2 separate regions of the Hordeum vulgare genome follow, and region 1 is linked to region 2. Evidence: chromatin contacts called from public Hi-C data. All regions are on one chromosome and are shown on one strand. Each heading gives the region's core, a stretch centred on a gene start, on an enhancer-like site or on the middle of the called end of the contact. The rest is flanking DNA. Distances are from core to core; before and after follow the strand shown. Region 1 has its middle 6.7 kb from the start of LOC123439262. Region 2 holds the start of LOC123442548 (mediator of RNA polymerase II transcription subunit 22a-like).

Region 1 (3,131 bases), core at 173-2,672, 86 kb after region 2:
CCTTGCAAGTAACTCAATCGCCAAGCCGATCGACGGATAATAGGTCGATGCCTAGCAGCCGCAGCGACTAGCTAGTAGTACTTACCTAGCTAGCCCCCGACAAGCGCTTCAGAGTCTTTAGAGTTGAATTACCTCGACGCCTCATGACTGCGAGCCACGACTAACAAACCTAGGGGCTATGGCTAACCATAGCTTACATATGCAAGCAGTGGTAATCAACAGCACGCTAGGTGGCTAGCTAGCAGCCCTGCTAGTACTACTAACTTAGCATTGTCACTTGCTCCACAAGTGACATTATACAACACGTATAGGCTGCTAGCCCTCCGTACGGTAGAAAGCATCTCAATAATAAGATGAAGCCTTTGGGGCTCAAAAATGAGCCAAGCTAGCTACCTAGCTACAGTTAGTTTGGACCCATCCGAGAGCGATTAAGCCTGACAACTAGAGTACTAATGTACTTCCTTCGTGGCCTAATGAAGTAATGAGCAGAGCAGAGACCTTGCTATAGCTACATTTAGTCTGGACCCATCTGACTGAGTGATTAAGCCTGACAACTAGAGTACTAATGTACTTCCTTTGTGGCCTAATGGAGTAATGAGCAGAGCAGGGACCTGGCTATAGCTACAGTTAGTCTGGACCCATCTGACTGAGTGATTAAGCATCACACCTAGAGCACTAATCATCCATGTATGCGCTACAGTAAGCAACCCTGAAGATCTGGACCCTAGCTAGGGAGGTTAATTATCCGCCATAGGTCTGTTAAATGTGATCATAAGGCAGTCAGTGCAAGAAGATAATTTAGTAGTAAAATCCTGGATGTGCCAGCAGGGTGGAGTGCACTGTCTGCAGCCTCAGAGTGCTTAGCCAACTGAAAGTAGGTCAAGGTTCACACCTGGCACATCACCAGCAAAATCAACCAAGTGTGGTGTTTTTACAGGGTGTAGTGAATGTTAATGTGAACGTGAAATACTCCTGCATGCCCATCAATTCAGTGAGCAGGGAAAGGGAAAGGGATGTTGTATCAGATGGATGACCATTCATGCATCAAGTACTCCCCGCGGCCAATCACACAGCACAAAACCCACCACCACTTCAACTTGGGCTGGGTTGAGCTGAAGCCGAGTCCATTCCATTGTGGAAAAGGGAGAGGGATTGGGGCATGTAGCAGTACCAGAAAAACAGGGCAAGTGACAGGATGCAAAGTACAGATACCAATAAAGCGGGGGAGCTTTCTTTCATCAGACCAAATGATCAGGAGTCCACCAAGGGGGCATGCATGCGCTTTTCATTTCGCATGTCAAATATACATATGTGTCAGCCTAAGCATGGCATCTTCCTTCTAATCATGGCGCTCACTCCTAGGGCTACTAAAACCTTGGCAATACCTGTTGAATTCTGACTGGTTGGTGGCTTGGTGCCATGCACACCAACACCAACACCAACGCCACAGGGGAGGAGGTGAGGGTGGGGCACCCCTCACACCACTATGAAAAGAGGGAGGGAGGGTACTTAAGTACAACATGATGATGCCCTAAGGTCTTTGACATGATGCCAAAGGGAGACAAGACATTGACTCCATTGCTTCCCTTCTAGACAAGCTAGCTACCCATGGGGACTATGTATGCTAGCTAGCTCAATTGGGACCCCTAAAAGAGGGGGACTGATCAACTCCTCAGCATGAAGCAAAGTTGGTTTCCTTTCTCTAATGGAAATCCATCCATATCCTATCTAGTGCACTGTTACAAGTCTTGAGATCCATCACTTGTCTTTACTGTTTTGTTGTACAAATTCAGCTCCTCCTCGATCGGGCCCTGAGGAGATAATTTAACATGAAAAAAAATTAAAGTGTTCCAAAGTTAGTTACTGTTGCAACACCAATTCTCTTAAATTAATAGCAGTCCTTTAGGCTTAGGGCCACATATATACTGATGTGTTTTATAATTAATCGTGTCCAAGCGAGGCTCCACTGAAGGATGCATGACAACTCAGATGCTTGCCCAAAATTGGGATATGCTCCAACACCACATAAATATACAAACATACAATTAATTTATAGCATATTTGAGTCGTCCAAAACCACACACAAGCTGCCATCTTTCGGCGCATAATAATCAAGTTGGGGAACCCTAGCTAGAAGAAAACAACAAGAGGCCGGCTAGGGCCCACAATCTAATCACGTCCCATTTAGGATAAGGTTTCTTGACATAAAACTACATCAAGGGACTCGAGTGAGATCATGGCAAAAGTGTTTTCAAATCTCCCCTTTTGAGATCTTGTTTGTAGTTGGGACATCTTGGTGATGGTGACTCACATGGGGAGCCTCAGCAGGCCAAACTTTTATTTATTTATTTTTTCTAGCTAGCTGTTAGTTCTTTAGGCTTTACTCCTAGGGGGCGCAAAATAATAATAATTCTGGATGCCTTGTGGTAAGGGTATCAGCATAGGCAGTTTGTTGGGAAATATGATGGTTCATCAGCTAGCTCATTGCTTCTAGTGGTTGGTTGTCCTACTTAACAAAGTATGGTTCAAGGAAACCTTTGGGGCCAAATGTCCGCTTGGTGGTCATTCGGTTTGTTCTGTCTCCTTCTTTCAAAAGTGGTGGCCACTTTTGACAAAATATAAACAAATGTTCTCTACTCTGTAGTGATCAATTATTGACCTCTCTGAGCTACATATATATGCAATCCTGCGATTAGTTGCTATGACGACATAGAATTATCAACTTGTGCCGCTATAACCCAACTATCGATGCATCAGTTTGCACCAGCTGTATAAATTAATTGGTGCTCAACTTTGCAACTGCCTAAGTATTATTATGAGATTCCTAAAATTGATGGTATGTATGAAAACTAACCTAAGAATAAGTGGCCATGACCTACCTTAGCCATTTGCATAGTTATGTCCAAACATGCAAAAGTAGATGATAGTACAAGACAATGCATAGTCCAAAAAGAATCGAACTCTTTGAGTGTCGTGGTTCACAAAGGAATGTCTTAGTACCAAAGTGGAGTTAATGTATGACAACCATGTCAAAAGTGATTGCAAAAACATAATATAAATAGTACCAGGTGGTTCATTTCTGCATCTAGGAAAGTGATCGCAACCTCTTTCTGGTCACGTGCATTGCAAGT
Region 2 (3,102 bases), core at 543-3,042:
CAAACATATATAACTGCTCCTTCCATAAGTTAACGCTGAAGGTAAATGCAACATGACAGCGTGAGTCATACCAGAAAGCAAGCTGATGCAGAGCTAAAAACACACACACACACACACACACAATCTAAGACAGGATATGTTCACCTCAATCATAGAGCGGAGTCCGCACAACGGACGAGTAGTAATGTGCCTCCAACTCCTTAAGGCTTGCTGCTGCTTCCTGCCCAATCCTCTCCAGCATTCTCTCTGTCTCCTCTGCCTGTTGACTGAGCACTTCAATCCTCCTATCAACATTCTCACTCAAAGAAGCAAGCCCAGAAAAGATAGCTGTCCTCTTAAGTTCCGACACTAGTTTCAACAGAGAGTCCGCTGAATGCACCTGGAAAACATAAAACAGCATTTGATAACCAAACAAGACGAATCAAGAAAAACGAATACTAGATTTGATGGTATTCTAGAATTAGCTCAAAACACAGTAGGTTGCAGTATAACATAGGAGTATATCGTATCAGCTGCTACTATAGTTTCTGTATCAACTTGTTACAATTGCAGCACTAATTAGGGCGCCAAAGCTAAGGTAGTCCTCGCTTCTTGTATCAACTTGTTACAATTGCAGCAGTAATTATGGTGCCGAAGCTAAGGTAGTCCTTGCTTCTAGTATCAACTTGTTACAATTGCAGCACCAATTATGGCGCCGAAGCTTCTTATATCCACTCATCATCTGCATCTTGGGAGACTGAGTTTAAAGTACATGACCATGAAATCAATCTACCAGGGGCTGGAGTGCTTCAGAGCTTATATTTATATTCCTGAAACCTTACCCTGCACATCTAGACTTATAGATCCTAAATAGGCTTTACCAAACTGATCCCTATTTTGATCATAGCATTACTGTATTTAGCATACACATTTTCACCCTAGTCACATCACATTCATTGCCATGCTGGTTGCTAAGTCTACATGATTACATGATACTCCTTGTGGTCTTGTATACAAAAATGGAGGGAGTAACTGATATCTCCTTGTGGGCTTTTGTGCTACAGCGCTATGGGATTTAATTCAGGGACAGCTTAGGCTAATACCACCACTCAATTGGGCGTTACTGTTTCGATCTTCACTGCCAGTTTCATAGCCTAGTTTGATCTCATAATCATCAACCTCACTGCGAGTTCTGTCAATTTATAGCTTGTAGTAGCGTGGTGCTGTTGATTTAAGGCACAACTCGTCTCCAATTTTGGTCACGACAATTTCGAACAGTGGGGAGAAACAAATCTCTGAGCAAATGGTGGGCAGTGAGGCGAACTTACCATGCGGGAGGCGCGCATGTCCATCTGGAATGCCTCCTGCGAGTTGCGCACGGGAGGGTCGTTGACCTGAGACGAGGAAAAAGCGCAGGGTTAGGGCTGGTTAGGCAGAAGGAGAGTGCCAAGAAGGAACAGGGGCGTACGCGGGCGATGTTGATGAGGGCGGAGAAGTTGTCGACGAGGCTGCCGACGTCGGCGTCGGCCTTCTGGAGGAGCGCTCGTTGCTTCTGCGCCGCGGCGGCCGCGGCCGCCGCCGTCGGGCCCGCCATGGCGCCGCCAGCGCTGCCGCCTGGCTTGCTCATCGCGGGTCACCCGGCGAGCGGTGGGCGGCGGGCGCCGGCTGGCAGGAGGTCGGTGGGCGGGGTGGCGCCGGGCGGGCGGGGTGTGCAGGGGGCGACGGCTTCCGGCGAGGCCGGAGAGATCGAGAGCGGCAGAGACCCCAGAATCGGCGCCGGGACGGGAGTTAGTAGCTCGGTGCGAGATCTCTCTCTTTTTTTTTTTTTTAGAAACTCGGTGCGAGACCTCATGCGGCGTCAAAGAGAAGAGGCCACGCTGAAGCGAGGCGTAAAATTGGCAGGCCCACTCAGATCTGGGCAAACGGGCCGGCCCGGCCCGGCACGGAACGGCCTAAACGTGCCTGGCCCGGCATGGCCCGCCGAGACACGTTTAGTAATCGGGCCGTGCCGTGCCAGCCTGTGGGCTGCGCTTCCAAGCCCAGGCACGACCCAGTTACTAAATAGGCCGGCCTGTTGGTCCGATTAGCACGTTGAGTTGTATAATTTTAGCCTTATGGGCTTATTTTTAGGTCTATTGGGTCATATATTATAATACATACATTAAAAATATCTAAAAATATGTAAAAAAATAAACGGGTCGTGCCGTGCCGGCCCACGTGCCCAACCTCCAGGCCCAGGCACGGCCCGAGGCGTGTCGCGTGCCTGGTACGACCCGTTTAAATCGTGTCGGGCCGGGTGTCGTGTCTAGCCCGCGGGTTGTCGGGCCGGTCCGACTAGCACAGCCTGTTTGGCCAGGTATGGGCCCGCTTTGATGAGATCACTACAGTTGGTTTTTGTGTTGCTAAAAAAAGGAGTTGGTTTTTGTTTTTCTGTGCGGTTTTATCGTCTTTTTTTCTTCTGAAAAACGTTTATTGTTTCTTGTTTTTTGTAGGAGCTACATAATTAATAAACACTAGTCGTCAACCCGTGCATTCGCACGGCCTAGTTTATATAAAACATAAATATATTTTGGTAATACTATATATCATTGTGGACTACATGCAATTTTCTAATATATTTTAGTAGCACTGTAATTGGTTACCGGCTCCTCAGACTTTTCAAAATGTTAAATTTCCAATCACTTCTAATTTGTTACAGTAAGTTTCTAGTTGAAAACAGAAATATTGATCTTCCATGGTAATGACGATTTCCTTTAGCTCGTTGAGACTTCATTAATTCACATGCCATTTTGACTTGTACGTTGAGGTGCATTGGCAAAGGATACATGTCTATTGTCTCGAGTTTAAGTCTCCTCATGTGCCTATAAATATGTAACTTTCACCATAATCCAATATAAACAATAGAAAACTGAATTATTATTTCAGCATGGAATTTGTCAGACTCTAAAAAACTATGTATATGTATAACCAAATTTCCTATAATTTAACCATTCTATATTTGCATACGATGATATGTTCAGGTTGTCGTATGCAGAAACATATTTTGTATGGCAAAAAGGAATCTGAGTTATATATAAATGGAGACATGTCAAGAAAAATGATATAATACTTTCATACACATAA

The links. Hi-C and Micro-C count contacts between places; a contact is called where the count stands out from the background.
Region 1: a Hi-C map of seedling shows a contact between it and region 2, with 4 times the contacts expected there. The contact joins the enhancer-like site here to the promoter of LOC123442548 in region 2. A contact is called at or near these places in 2 of 6 Hi-C or Micro-C datasets (leaf and seedling).

Annotation. Positions count from the first base shown.
Region 1 is chr3H:13,783,374-13,786,504 of MorexV3_pseudomolecules_assembly, forward strand. No RefSeq gene overlaps it. Among protein-coding and RNA genes, the nearest start is that of LOC123439262, 6.7 kb to the right of the region's middle. Within about 2 kb of position 1,423, at least 2 of the 3 cell types and tissues checked have open chromatin away from gene starts, as enhancers often do. A contact at or near this core is called in seedling, where this site is marked.
Region 2 is chr3H:13,696,991-13,700,092 of MorexV3_pseudomolecules_assembly, forward strand. LOC123442548 (mediator of RNA polymerase II transcription subunit 22a-like) reads right to left here and starts at 1,793. Exons shown (of 4, transcript XM_045118622.1): 1 at 1,448-1,793; 2 at 1,308-1,373; 3 at 145-379. The coding sequence starts at 1,606. The coding sequence ends at 146.